Regions from separate parts of the Mus musculus genome. Here region 2 is linked to region 1. A link is a contact called in public Hi-C data. All regions are on one chromosome and are shown on one strand. Each heading gives the region's core, a stretch centred on a gene start, on an enhancer-like site or on the middle of the called end of the contact. The rest is flanking DNA. Distances are from core to core; before and after follow the strand shown. Region 1 overlaps Ttc7 (tetratricopeptide repeat domain 7). Region 2 has its middle 19 kb from the start of Gm46587.

Region 1 (6,615 bases), core at 3,155-5,654:
CAGGGAGAGTAGTCACTGTTACCCCGCGAACAGCACAGAGGATGGTGGGAGGGAAGACAACACAGTAGCTGTGTATTTACACTAACAGGTATGTTCACCTTACTCACTGCCTTGGGTCTGGAAGTCTTCACTGGATCTGAAGTCTTCCCCATGAAACCGGGACTCAGGCTGTGTATGTAGCCAGGAAAGAGAAAGAGCGGGTTGGGTCTACCTCTGGACAGGCTACTTATGAAGCCTGTGTGACCTAGGGTCAGTGAGCCCAAAGAGGAGGGATGGGGAAGCTGGGGAGGGACTGTAAGCCTAGTGGTGGCACCCCCTGCCTCTGAGGCCTGCCCTGGCTCAAGCCACATGTGAATTCATGCTCCTTTGTGGCTCTCGGGCCAAGTACCCAGACTTCCCTTTTCTCTGCTCCAGGTTCCCCACCCAACTCCGTTACCATGGTTACATACACAGGCACTGCCCAGCAACCAGCACTAGCCCAGCATACCGGGTTTTGTAATCCTGTTCCTAAAGCCGCCGGTAGCAGCTGGGCGGGCAGACCTCTGCTTCAGGCTGTTCTGTGGTAACCATGTCCCCTCCTGCACAAAAGCTCTAAGGACCCCCTAAGAGCATGCTGTCACTGCTGTCAGCCTGTCGAGGGGCCGGGTCATCAGGAGGACTTGCCCAGTTTCATCTGCCCCATCACACCCAGTTCTGGAAATCTACCCCCAGTGCACATACTAGACCCACCCAGAGGCCTGCCCTCTTAGGGTAGGTTCTAGAGTAGACAAAGAAGGAGTTTCTATGCGAGCCCAGAGTAGTCTTCCTGGGACATTGCTTGCTGCACAGAGGTGGATTTATAAAATTCTGTGTTTAGCAACTCAACCTAGAAATGGCATGCCCTGTCACACAGAGTGATGAGCCGGCTGGGGCTGCGAAAATCCTAGTGTATGAGTCCCAGGGAGGCAGATGCACGGTGACCAAGGTGACCTGCCTTGAAGACAGGAAACAGTAGTGAGTGCTTTGTGGCTGGAGAGACATCAGGCAGGGAGGAGCAGACAGAGAAGGGAGTTTAAATGCCATTCCGAGGACAGCGGTGACAGCGTACTCCGCAATATGCTCCAAACATGGCTTCTGTGCACGGTGGATTCCCCAGCCCTTGAAAGTTGCCCAGTGAGGCTCCCTCTGCCTCAGAGATGCCACCCTTACAGAACACCTGGCTTATCCCTTCCTCCAGCTAGAGTCCAGCATGCATGTGCAGATGCATCCCTCCTGGATCTGTTCTTCATCCCCATCCCTCCTCCCCTCCTCCCTCCTCCCCTCTTCCCCTCCTCCCTCCTCCCCTCCTCCCTCCTCCCCTCTTCCCCTCCTCCCTCCTCCCTTCTCCCTCCTCCCTCCTCCCCTCTTCTCCTCCTCCCCTCTTCTCCTCCTCCCTCCTCCTTCCTCCCTCCTCCTCCCTCCTCCCTCCTCCCTCCTTCCTCCTCCCCTCTTCCCCTCCTCTCCTCCTCCCTTCCCCACGGCTGCCTGGAGGAGCCCATCACCCACGGTCCCCACTGGGTGCCTGGAGCTAAAAAGCTGCTGGAGGTGGAGGAGTGAGGAGGAACATTGCCAAGGACGAAGCACAGGTTGTGTTCCCACGTGGCTGTGTGGGTGGGTTTCACCGGGAAGGAGAGGATTTCTTGGCACTTTCCCTTCCTTAACTGTTTGCAGTTCCTGGCTAAGTTTAACAGGCTGGCTCTAGCAGTGATCTCTCTGAGGATTTCCTACCAATCCTGGTGCCTCCTCCCAGGCCATCCTCTCCCTGGCCATCTGTGTTTCTTGAGGAGGAGGAATACAGACCACCAAGGAGCTTCAGCCCCTTGCCTACAGGAGGGAGGGCGGCTCCATGCGGAGACAAACAGTGAGAGTGACTGGTGGGCCGGATGGGGCCTTGGATCTGGTGGGATACTCAGGTTTTAGGGTCTATCTGGCAGGCCAGTGCTTGGTTGACATGACAGCCACTGAGAACCAAAGTAGACTCAGACAGGGAAGGCGAAGCTAGATAAAGAAAGACCACTTTGACTGAAGGAGAAGATGCTGGGAGGTACCAGCAGGTGTGTGGGGCCAGATCTCAGCTTTGCTAAACACAGCTATAGGAATGTATGAGAGTCCCTTCAGACCCCAGATGTCCCTGCTCTGTAAATCCTGGAAGAAGGAGAGAAAGGATCTGATGCTATCACGTGTGATGCTAACTAAGCGGGATTGCGGGATGCCAACAGCTGACGGATACACTCACACGAAAGGCAACATGGCCATGGCACTGCCCTCGCGGCCTCTCGCGGTTTGGAACTCACCGAGTTCCAAAATGAACACTAGGACCTTAAGCTTTAGGATGATCCCCTCCCCCACCTGGACCAAGGATTTTGTCTTTGGAGAGAGCTTTGCGGGAACAGGGGAGGCCGTTTCCGAGGGTGTGGTCAGCTTCTGGGCCTGTGGCAGCAGTGAAATGCAACAGTGAGTGAGTGGGGTTACCAGGTTGGGCCCCTGTGAGGGCCATCGGATTTTTTTTTTTTAACCCTCACCGTGTTTCGCCAAACTCCATTTCACCTGCAGGCAACTCGGGACGTGGTACTGAGTCGGGCACCAGAGCAGGCGGAGGACCGGAAAGTGAGCCTGCAGAATGCTTCAGCCATTTATGACCTCCTGAGCATCACGCTGGGCCGGCGAGGCCAGTATGTCATGCTATCAGAGGTAGGGTCAGTCACTCAGCCTACCTCACTTCCTGGGAACTTAGTCATTCACAGAATCACATGAGGTGACCGTTGGTCTTTCCCCACTTGCCCTTTTCTCTCAGACTGGCCTGCCTGTCACTAGCCCTGTGACCTCCACATCAGCCACCCTGGCCTCTTTCACGGTTCACTTTCTGCGCAGTGGGGGTCATTAGAGACCTTACCTTATGGTGGTTAGGAAGAAGTTGATACGTGTAAACATACACGTGCTACACGGGTATCACTACCGTGCCCCGTGATAATAAACACTAGTTATTTTTTATTTCATAAGCCTTATTTCATTTGCACATCCAAAATGGCTGTCTGAAGCCATCCATGTAGAATGGAGGTGGGCACCTAGGACTACAGAGGGTGAGACAACTGTCGTGCCTCATCACAGTGCCTGTGTGCAGGGGCTGGATTGTCCCTGTATTCCCAGGCTGCCCTGCGGCCCTCTGAAGGCAGCGACTCGGGTCATGGTTAGCCTGTGAGGGACGAGGCAAGCAGGCGGCTGGTGGGGCAGTGCTGACTGCGTGTTCCTCCCCAGTGCCTAGAGCGAGCCATGAAGTGTGCTTTTGGAGAATTTCACCTTTGGTACCAAGTGGCCCTCTCCATGGTGGCTTGTGGGAAGGTAAGGCTGGGGCTGTGGGGGCGGGGGTTTGCCCGACGCCTGCTCCGATCTCTCCTGGGGGTGGTGTCTCAGAGTTTGGTGCTGGAGACGTTGGTGGCCCAGTATTGGGATGACTCCCTGAGGTGGATGGGGAAGGCGCTGTGTTCACGTGCTAGCGATGGTGAGCGTGCCCATGCGCAGGTGTGGGCGTGGGTGTTTCTCTCTTCCTGTGGTCCGCCACGGGGTGTTTGCAGTTGGGAGTCGGGAGCGTGCCTAAGAGGGTCGATGATAATGATGATGATGATGTAGCAAGAGGTGCCTGGGTGGAGGCAGCAGAAGAGCCCAGCTCTGCCCAGAGCCAGGGTAGGCAGGCATTCGCCCTCCATCTGCCCAGCACCTGCTCCAGCATTCCTGATTTTTGCTCAGATCAGAACGATGCTTATGTAAGCCTCTATTTTAAGCAGAGACATGAAAGGAGAGGCTTTCCGGAGCTGGGGGCTGAGGGAGATGTGTCTGAGGATGCTATGAATGCAGGAAACAAGGTGGTCTGAGCTCACAGACTGTTTCAAGAGCTGTAAATACCCAGAGCCCTTTTGTGGGGCTGAGGGAATTCCCTCGCCCCCTGCCCATCTGCGCTACATTCCATTTCTAGCCCCACAGCCTCTCCGAGGAGGCCTTCCCAGTGTGCCAGTACCGCCTCCGCGGATGGGGGCTGCCGCCAGCCCTGGGTCTCTTCAGTAAGACAGGCCAGGGCCTGGCAGGGAGGAGGTTCAGGCGCTGCAGGCTTGTCAGACTGTCTGCAGAGCACAGCCAAAGTCAGCGGGGAGGCTCCTCGGGCATCCTCTGCTGGGTATCTGCTCTTCCCAGCCCTTCTCCATCACAGGGCCCACCTCCCAGAGCATCTCAAAGTCACAGCACAACCGACCTTGGCTCTGCTCAGCAGGGAGTTATCAGAACTCCGGGAGAAATCCGAATACAGACAGGGCTGGCCCTGCAGGATTGGGGGGACACTCCCTAGGAGCAAGCAGCACGAGATGAATGGAGAGGAGGAGGACAGCGGGCACTCCAGGCAGAGGGCAGTGTGAGCCGAGTGGGAGGGGCCAAACGACCGTAGTGCAAACAGAGCTATGTAGGACTTGAAGGAACCAGCCTGTCTAGGGAGTAACAGAAGGCTGGGGGGGAGGGGGGGTGCGGCGGGACCTGATGCGGATCCTGCATACACAGCAGCATGGGACAGCTTCTTCCTGCTTTCCCCCAAACAGGAAACACCTTTAGCCTTAGCATAGCGGAGATGAGGAACAACCTAGAGTCCTGCAGTGCTCCCGGGGAGGTGGATTTTTTTTAAGCTACCCCCTTTAAAAACAAACAAACTAACTAACAAACACAAAACAAAAGAACAAAAAACTATCCATGAAAGCTTCAATTTCGAGAGAGTTCCTGGAGGCCCCAGCCTCAGGAAAAGGACCCACAAATGTGGGATCTTTCTCCTCCTTATGGGGAAGCTGGACCCAAAGTGGTCCAGACTCCGGCCTCTGGGAAGCCATCACCTACTCTGGCTCATTCATGATCCAGCAAGGTGGGCATGGGGAGTTGGAGTGGTGAGCAGTTCCTCATATCTGAGGCTACACAGGCTGCAGACATTGGTCTTCTCCCACCCATGCACCCAGTGCACGGGAGACTGTTGTAGAAGGCATTCTCCAATCCCACCGCCCTGAGAATCCTGCATGCCAAATCCATTTGCCTGACTATCCTGGCAGACCTCAAAGGAGTGGCTGGCCAGAGCTTGCCTTTGCTGAGCCCAAGGTAGGAACCCAGGTTCCGTACCTTCCAGAAGGTACGGCTGGGCAGATATAAATATGCCTCATGCTTCACCCCATAGGAATAACGGATGAGTTCTGTGGCATGATTTAGGTCGCTCCCTCTCTTGGTCTCCATGCGGCAGTTTCATTGGCTGTGTTGCTAGGTAACCAGCATGGGGGGGGGGGGGAGAAGAAGCCTGCTGCTCCTACTGCTGGGTCCTCAGATGGCTCCTTAAATAGCAGTGTTTTTCAGTCTGCATGGGGGTGGGGTGGGAAGGGATGGGGTGGAGTGGGAAGCAGTGGGTGGACTGTGGAGGGTCAGGACTAGAGAATCCTGTTTCCAGGATGCAGAGGTCAGGAGCTGAGGAGAAGCCTGAGGCTTGCTGGGGTGTGTAGATTTAAGGACAGTGGTGAGGAATTTAGCGTGTCACTCCCGGGAGAGCATCTCCGAGGAGGTGGACCCTGGCAGCTACCAGTCTTCCCTAATGTAGTCCACACTGAGAACTCCTGTTGTGCCCGTTGTTTTCTGGTCCTGGCTTTGAGCTTGTCCTAGCTTAGAAAGATGGGGGATTTTGACATTTGTTTTCTTCCCTGTCACCCCTCTTTCTGTGATCTCCTGGAGGGCTCGTCTGTCTGTCTGTCTGTCTGTCTGTCTCTCTCTCTCTCTCCCCGGACTCCATCACCGCAGCCCAGTACTGAGTCCAGGGCAGGCCCCGGATGAATATGCCTACAGTTAGTGGCACTAGAAGCTTGTTTGCCTCAATCGATTTGGAGCTCAGGGACAGGGTGCCAGCACTGGCCACCTCAAGGCAGATGACATACCAGGAGTGGAAACAAGGAGGAATTGTACAGCAAGACAGGAAGCCAGATGGGGAGGAACTTGAAGTGTTCATTTGATACCAGCCCCTTGCAAGAACTATGAGAACAATGTCCAGTTCTTTTAGGGCACACACAGTGACCGTTACGCATCCCCCAGTAGACCCCCCATCTCTTTGTGGTTCTCCAGCTTGGGACTAACCACTCTAAGAAGGAAGCCTCCAGCACGTGCATTCTTGGAGAACACACTCAGAATGGGTGCAAACCGTAGCTCAGTCAGAGCCCCAGGAAATACTGCGACACCGGCTGGAAGAAAGTTCTTCCATAGATGGTGGGGAACCTAGAGGTAACCCGGGGGTGGTGGAAACACACATTCCAGTCATCCTACTGCAGGCAGATGAGCCTGCCAGAACCCTCCTTTCCATAGTGGCACTCCCAGAGTTCCTAGGGGAAAAGAGGGCTGTGTTAAAGGAGCTTAGCCCACAGTAGAACCCAAAATGTGGTGATTGCTGTAGTTACACACATAGACCTGAGAGTCACGGGTGACTAGAAGCTTACATGCCAGGAGAATTACTGTTCTCTCCTGCAGAATGTGTTAGATTCAGGAAGCATAAGGTTCTGGGTACCAGACCACAAAACTGGACACACACACACACTCCCTCAT
Region 2 (5,754 bases), core at 302-2,801, 220 kb after region 1:
TAGATAGATAGATGATAGGTAGTAGGTAGATAGATGATAGATAGATAGATAGATAGATAGATAGATAGATAGATAGATAGGTGGATGGATAAAGTGTGGAGGTATCACACTCATAGTATCAGCACTTGTGATGAATAGGAAGGAGATCAGAAATTTAAGGCCAGACTCAGCTATACGACAAATTTGAAGCCAGCCTGGGCTACATGAGACCCCATCTCAAACAAACAAGCAAGCAAGTAAAAAAAAAAAAAAAAAAAAAAAAAAACTAAATAGTACAGCTGTTAGGCAGCAAACAGCTGCCCTCTCTGTAATTCTCTGGTTCAGTAAAAAGGGCAAAAGGCTGTGTAGCATCAGAATTGTGAAGGAGAGAGGTGGGACCTTCACTCAGGGTTTCCTGCCCAGTGACAGAACTATTTTTAGGCTTGATCGGGATCTCTCATGCATGTTGCAGGATGGTTTTCTGGGTCAGCCCCTCTCAAGTAAACTGTCATCTAATCCCAGCCCAGGACAGTTACCCGGATAGAGTAGCAGCCTGGCCCCCACTACACTGGCTATTCGAGATTGCTTTGACCCAGCTATGTAACAGGCCTTCAAAGACCTGCGCTGACTGGGTGTTGGGAGAGGAGCAGTCCTAGTCTATGACAGGCAGAGTTTCTCCTGTCGTCTGTTCATGCATTTGCCCAGTGTGCATGCTGAATCACACAGTCACAGATTGATGTTCTTGCTGGAGACTGAGCTCAGGGCTTACGCACCTCTAGGCAAGTTTACTGCTGGGTTATTAGTCCCTTAGTCCCTCAGCATGTAATTTTGTGCATATGAGCCTACTTCATGCTAGGAACTTAGAATACAATGTTAAGCAAATACAAGCAGGACCCTTGCCATCAAGACTCTTAGAGCTGATCTGGGCTTGGTGACTCATACCTATTCTTCTAACTCTAGAATGGCTGTGACAGCATAGAAGTCCAAGGCCACCATGGCCTACACAGTGAGACTCTAAAAACAAATGGGGGCGGGGAAGGAAGGTAAAGGAGGAAAGGGATGAGGAAAGGGGAGAGGAGGGAAAGGAAGGGGTGGGAGGGGAAATGGGAGGGGAAGGAAAGAGGGAAGGGGAGGAAGGGGAGGGGAAAGGGGAGGAGAGGAGGGGAAAGGGGAGGTGAGGAGGGAAGGGAACAGGAGGGGAAAGGGGAGGGGAGGAGAGAAGGGAAGGGGAGGGAGGGGAGGGGAAGGAGGGAAGGGGAGGGGAGGGAGAGGAGGGAGGGAAGGGGAGGGGAGGGAGGGAAATAGGGAGGGGAGGGGAAAGGGGAGGGGAGCAGGGAAGGGAGGGAGGGAGGGGGAGGGGAGGGGAGGAGAGAAGGGGAGGGGACAAGGAAGAAGCTTGCTCACTACTGGGGAGAACATATGAGTCAAGTGATCACGTTTTTATTGCTAGTGTAAAAGTGTTATAAAGGGAAAGTGTGGGAAAGCAGCTGGAGGGACAGAGCCTCCAACTCGAATGTGATTCAGAGTGGTCAGTGTCAGCTGGAGGGAAAACATTCTTGGAAGAAAAAAAAAGAGCTCTGGGGGGGAGGAGGTCTGTGGCCAAGGAAGCTGATACAGCAGAACACACGCATAAGGAAGTGTTGGGACACCAAACTTTCTGCTCCTGAGCCCCTGCAAACGAAAACAACAAAGGTCAGATTAACAGGAAGAAAAGTAAGTTATTTAATGTGTCTACAAAAGCTTACACGAGACGGATGGCCTGCTAGACAGCTCAGCCAGGAAAAGCACTGGAGTGCAGACCAAAGGACTGGAGTCAAATTCCACCAATCCTACAGAGAGCTAGGGCTAGGGAAGTAAGGTCACAAAGTCACTTCTGTCTTCCACACGCATGCATTGTTCATGCACACACACACACATGCATGCACACACACACACACACACACACACGCGCGCGCACACACGCACGCACACACACACACATACGCACACACACGCACACATACACACACACACACACGAACACACACGCACACACACATACACACACGCACACACGCACACACACGCACACACACACACATACGCGCGCACACACGCACACACACATAAACACACGCACACACACATACACATGCACACACACACACACACGCACACACACACATACACACACACGCACACTTTGTAAAATGTTTATGAAAGAAGCTGACTAAATGGCTAGAGAATTATATTAAACACATTTCTGTTATCTCAACACTTTAGAGATTGAGGCAGGAGAAGAGTGTTCAAGACCAGGCCAGGGAGATAATCCAGCAAGTAAAAGCCCTTGTAACCAAGCCCGATGAGCTGAGTTCAAACTCTCAGGCCTACGAAGTAGAAGAGGCTCTGGCAAATTGTTCTCTGACCTCAAGATTCACATTATACCATCCTCCCACACACACCCACATGCATGCATGCAAATGTATATATGCACACACTTACACACTAAATAAAATATGATTAAATAACAACATTCTAAAGGGCCTGGAGAGAGGGCTCCGTAGTCAAGAGCTCTACTGCTTTTGCAGGGAACCCGGGCTTTGTTGCCACAATTATATGATGGCTTACAACTGCCTGTAACTCCAGTTCTGGGGCTCTGACTCTGTCTTCTGATTTCTCTGGGCACCATGCATGCTCATGCAGACCCTCACACAAATAAAAATAAAATTAATGTCTTTTTTTAAAACGGCAGCTATCTTGGCAGTGGTGGCGCACGCCTTTGATCCCAGCACCCAGGAGGCAGAGACAGATTGAGATTGATCTTATGAGTTTGAGGCCAGCCCGGTCTACAGAGCAGGTTCCAGGGCTACACAGTAAAACTCGGTGTCAAAAAAACAAAATTACTACTTCATTAAAATATCCTTCGTTTTGAAGGCTTTATTATGTAGCCCTGACTATTCTAGAACTTGCCTAAGCAGACTAGGCTATGTACTTAAACTCACAGCGATCCATGTGCCTCAGCCTCGTACACGCTGGGAATAAAGTAGTGTGCCACCACACCCAGCTTAAAAGCATGTTTTTGAAAAAAAAAGAATTTGAGTTCAGCCTGGGCTACATGGTAAGATACTGTTTAAAAGGGGTGGGGGTGGGGTGGGACGTGTGCTGCTACTGGTTAAAAACACAGGCTGTTCTTCCAGAAGACCCGGGTTCAATTCCCAGCACTCACATGACATACTCAGTTTCTTAGAATGTGATGGCCCCTGCTAGCACCAGGCATAGGCATGGCGCACAGACACATGTGCAGGCAAAATTTCCAAACACATCAATAATTAATTATAATTTTAAAAGTCGGAGAATTGTGCACCCAATGTCCCAGGGAAGGAGAGGGCATGCCAGTGGAACGTTTGTGTTGCCACCATTAAATGAATTTCCAGGGAAATGAGTGTGAGATAAGAAACTTTGCGATTGATACTCCTGCATGTTTAGGGTTAGCATCTTTAGGGTTAGCATCTTTGTGATTACTCCTGCATTTTCCAAGCTTCTTCAGTAGCCATCAAACTCCCTGTAGAGGGATTTACATAGATTTACTCTTGGTGTCTTTCCTGACAGTAAAAGCTTCCCTGAAGAGGAGTTCGTGAACACCCCAATCCCCAGATGTGTCTGCTTTCAGTCAGATGAGAGAAACTTGGAGAAGGCTTTGTGTACACCTGTGGAACCCCAGTATCCACAGCTTAGAATAGTAGACTAACTCTGGGGTCCCAGCAAGAGGGTCTCCACTGGCGCGGAGGACAGGGGACGGGGTGGGAGTGGGGGGACCCACCACAGGGTTCAGTTGGCTTCATCCCTTTCCTGGGGATGGAAGAATGAAAGAGCTGAAGTTTTAAGCAGGAGAGCTGCAGGCTTCTACTTGTGTTCGTTAAGCTCGGGGACTCCAGGACTGGACGGAACACAGGCAGCCAACTACCCCAGCCTGGAACTCAGAGGAGAGCGCTGACGATTACTGTAGGAGTCAGCCACGTATGGCTGGTAACTATAGACCAGTGTGTGCATGAGATTTGAAAGAAAAGATATGGTTGAGAACATAATGTTCCTTCTACCCACCTATAGATTTAAAAGAAAAGAACGAAAAAAAAGCAGAAAGCAAGAGCGCTGTGGAGACAGAAGGTGGGCTTGCAGGAGCCCCTGGCACTTGGTGTTTGCAGGAGCCCCCGGCACTTGGTGTTTGCATTTGCAGGAAGGGTCCATGTGAGCGCGGAACGTTGCTCAGAGCTCCTCGCAGTCTTGCACTGTACAGGATCCCCGAGGATCCGAGCTCAGATCCTCAGTTTGCCTTCTCGCCTGATGGATTTAAAAATCCTCATCTCCCTGGGCAGTGGCTGCGCACGCCTTTAATCCCAGCACTTGGGAGGCAGAGGCAGGCGGATTTCTGAGTTCGAGGCCAGCCTGGTCTACAGAGTGAGTTCCAGGACAGCCAGGGCTACACAGAGAAACCCTGTCTCGAAAACAAACAAACCAAAACAACAACAAATCCTCATGTCACACATTGCATTATTTACTTATTCCTATATGTTGCCATAAACTATATATTACTGTTATTATTATTGAAGACGATGTAGTCCCGGCTAGCCAGGAACTTACTATGTAGATCAGGCTAGCCTGGACCTCTTCTTATCTCTATGTCCCTAGTGGTGGCATTAAAGGTGTGGGCCACATTTTTATAGGAGGGTTTGGTGGCTGCTTAATTTGCATCAGAAATTTAGAAATTGATACCCTTCCCAGTGTTGTGACCCTTTGATACAGTCCCTCATGCTGCGGCGACGCCAACCACAACATTATTTTCATTGCTGTTTCACAACAGTAACTTTGCTACTGTGATGAATCGTAATGTAAACATTTTGGAGAGAGAGGTTTGCCAAAGGAGACCCACAGGTTAAGAAGCATTGCTCTATGGGATTGTGTCTAAGTGTGTGTGGTACGTATTGTGTGCACATGTGAGGGTAACCCGTGACCCTGAGAGCACACGTAGAAGCCAGGGTGGGACACCAGGTGCTCTCTTCTGCCCTCCTGCTGCCTTAGTCACGGTTCCTACTAAGACAGAAGGTTTCTGAGCTCTTAAAGAAAGGGTCACTAAAGGAGTCTAAGCATCGATGGAATCCCATCAATAAAGGCATCAAAACAAAGATGGGGAGGTTCTGGGCAGGGGTGTCTGCTAGACACTGGTTAGACAGATGTGTGGGGATGATGGTCAAGGCATCCATGATGGATGTGGTTCTGTCAAGCCCACTGGTCTGCTGTGAAGTGACTTCCTTTTTGCCCTAGTGTTTATCTGGGTTTCCGTGTGTGCTACAGAGAAGCCAAATCCCTGTCAGACTCCAGACCCAGGCCTGGGTGGAATGCTTATTCTCCACCCCCTACTTTTACTCTCCCTGGGAAATGTGACCAGAAGAAAGACCAGGTGAAAGGCCAAAGGCCAAGAACTAACAAGCTCTCAGGGAATTTAATATAAACATCAAGCATGATGGGAAATGTTCTTCCCTACTGAACACTAAGCCCATTAGCAGTAAAACGGCCCATTGTGATTGTCCCAGAGCTGGGCAGTGGCATGCTATCCAATTAGACCAGCTTTGAGCCAACTTAAGCCCCTGAATAATGCCCACTGGGATGCCGCAGGGGTTATTTTCTTGTCCTCTGTGTCAGGTAGGTTGGTCCAGGAACACTGTGAAAATGTTTGTCATTATTCTGGCTTTTCACAATTAGATTTTCTGAAACTGTAAACTTTTCTCAGGACTCAGAAGT

What was found. Hi-C and Micro-C count contacts between places; a contact is called where the count stands out from the background.
Region 2: a Hi-C map of bone marrow-derived macrophages shows a contact between it and region 1, with 37 read pairs. The contact joins two enhancer-like sites. A contact is called at or near these places in 7 of 39 promoter capture datasets (the C10 cell line, the HPC-7 cell line, cranial neural crest and 4 more), 4 of 15 datasets of contacts at CTCF or cohesin (the G1E-ER4 cell line, the NIH/3T3 cell line, embryonic stem cells and 1 more), 20 of 484 Hi-C or Micro-C datasets (the G1E-ER4 cell line, the HL-1 cell line, bone marrow-derived macrophages and 12 more), 30 of 115 datasets of contacts at active chromatin or transcription factors (the HPC-7 cell line, bone marrow-derived macrophages, cardiomyocytes and 18 more) and 3 of 9 other capture datasets (adipose tissue, liver and pancreatic islet).

Annotation. Positions count from the first base shown.
Region 1 is chr17:87,326,752-87,333,366 of GRCm38.p6, forward strand. Ttc7 (tetratricopeptide repeat domain 7) reads left to right here. Exons shown (of 20, transcript NM_028639.3): 9 at 2,572-2,709; 10 at 3,274-3,357. Among named protein-coding and RNA genes, the nearest start is that of Gm52284, 23 kb to the left of the region's middle. Within about 2 kb of position 4,405, at least 89 of the 459 cell types and tissues checked have an H3K27ac peak or open chromatin away from gene starts, as enhancers often do. A contact at or near this core is called in bone marrow-derived macrophages, microglia and uterus, where this site is marked.
Region 2 is chr17:87,549,205-87,554,958 of GRCm38.p6, forward strand. No RefSeq gene overlaps it. Among named protein-coding and RNA genes, the nearest start is that of Gm46587, 19 kb to the right of the region's middle. Within about 2 kb of position 1,552, at least 34 of the 459 cell types and tissues checked have an H3K27ac peak or open chromatin away from gene starts, as enhancers often do. A contact at or near this core is called in bone marrow-derived macrophages, microglia and uterus, where this site is marked.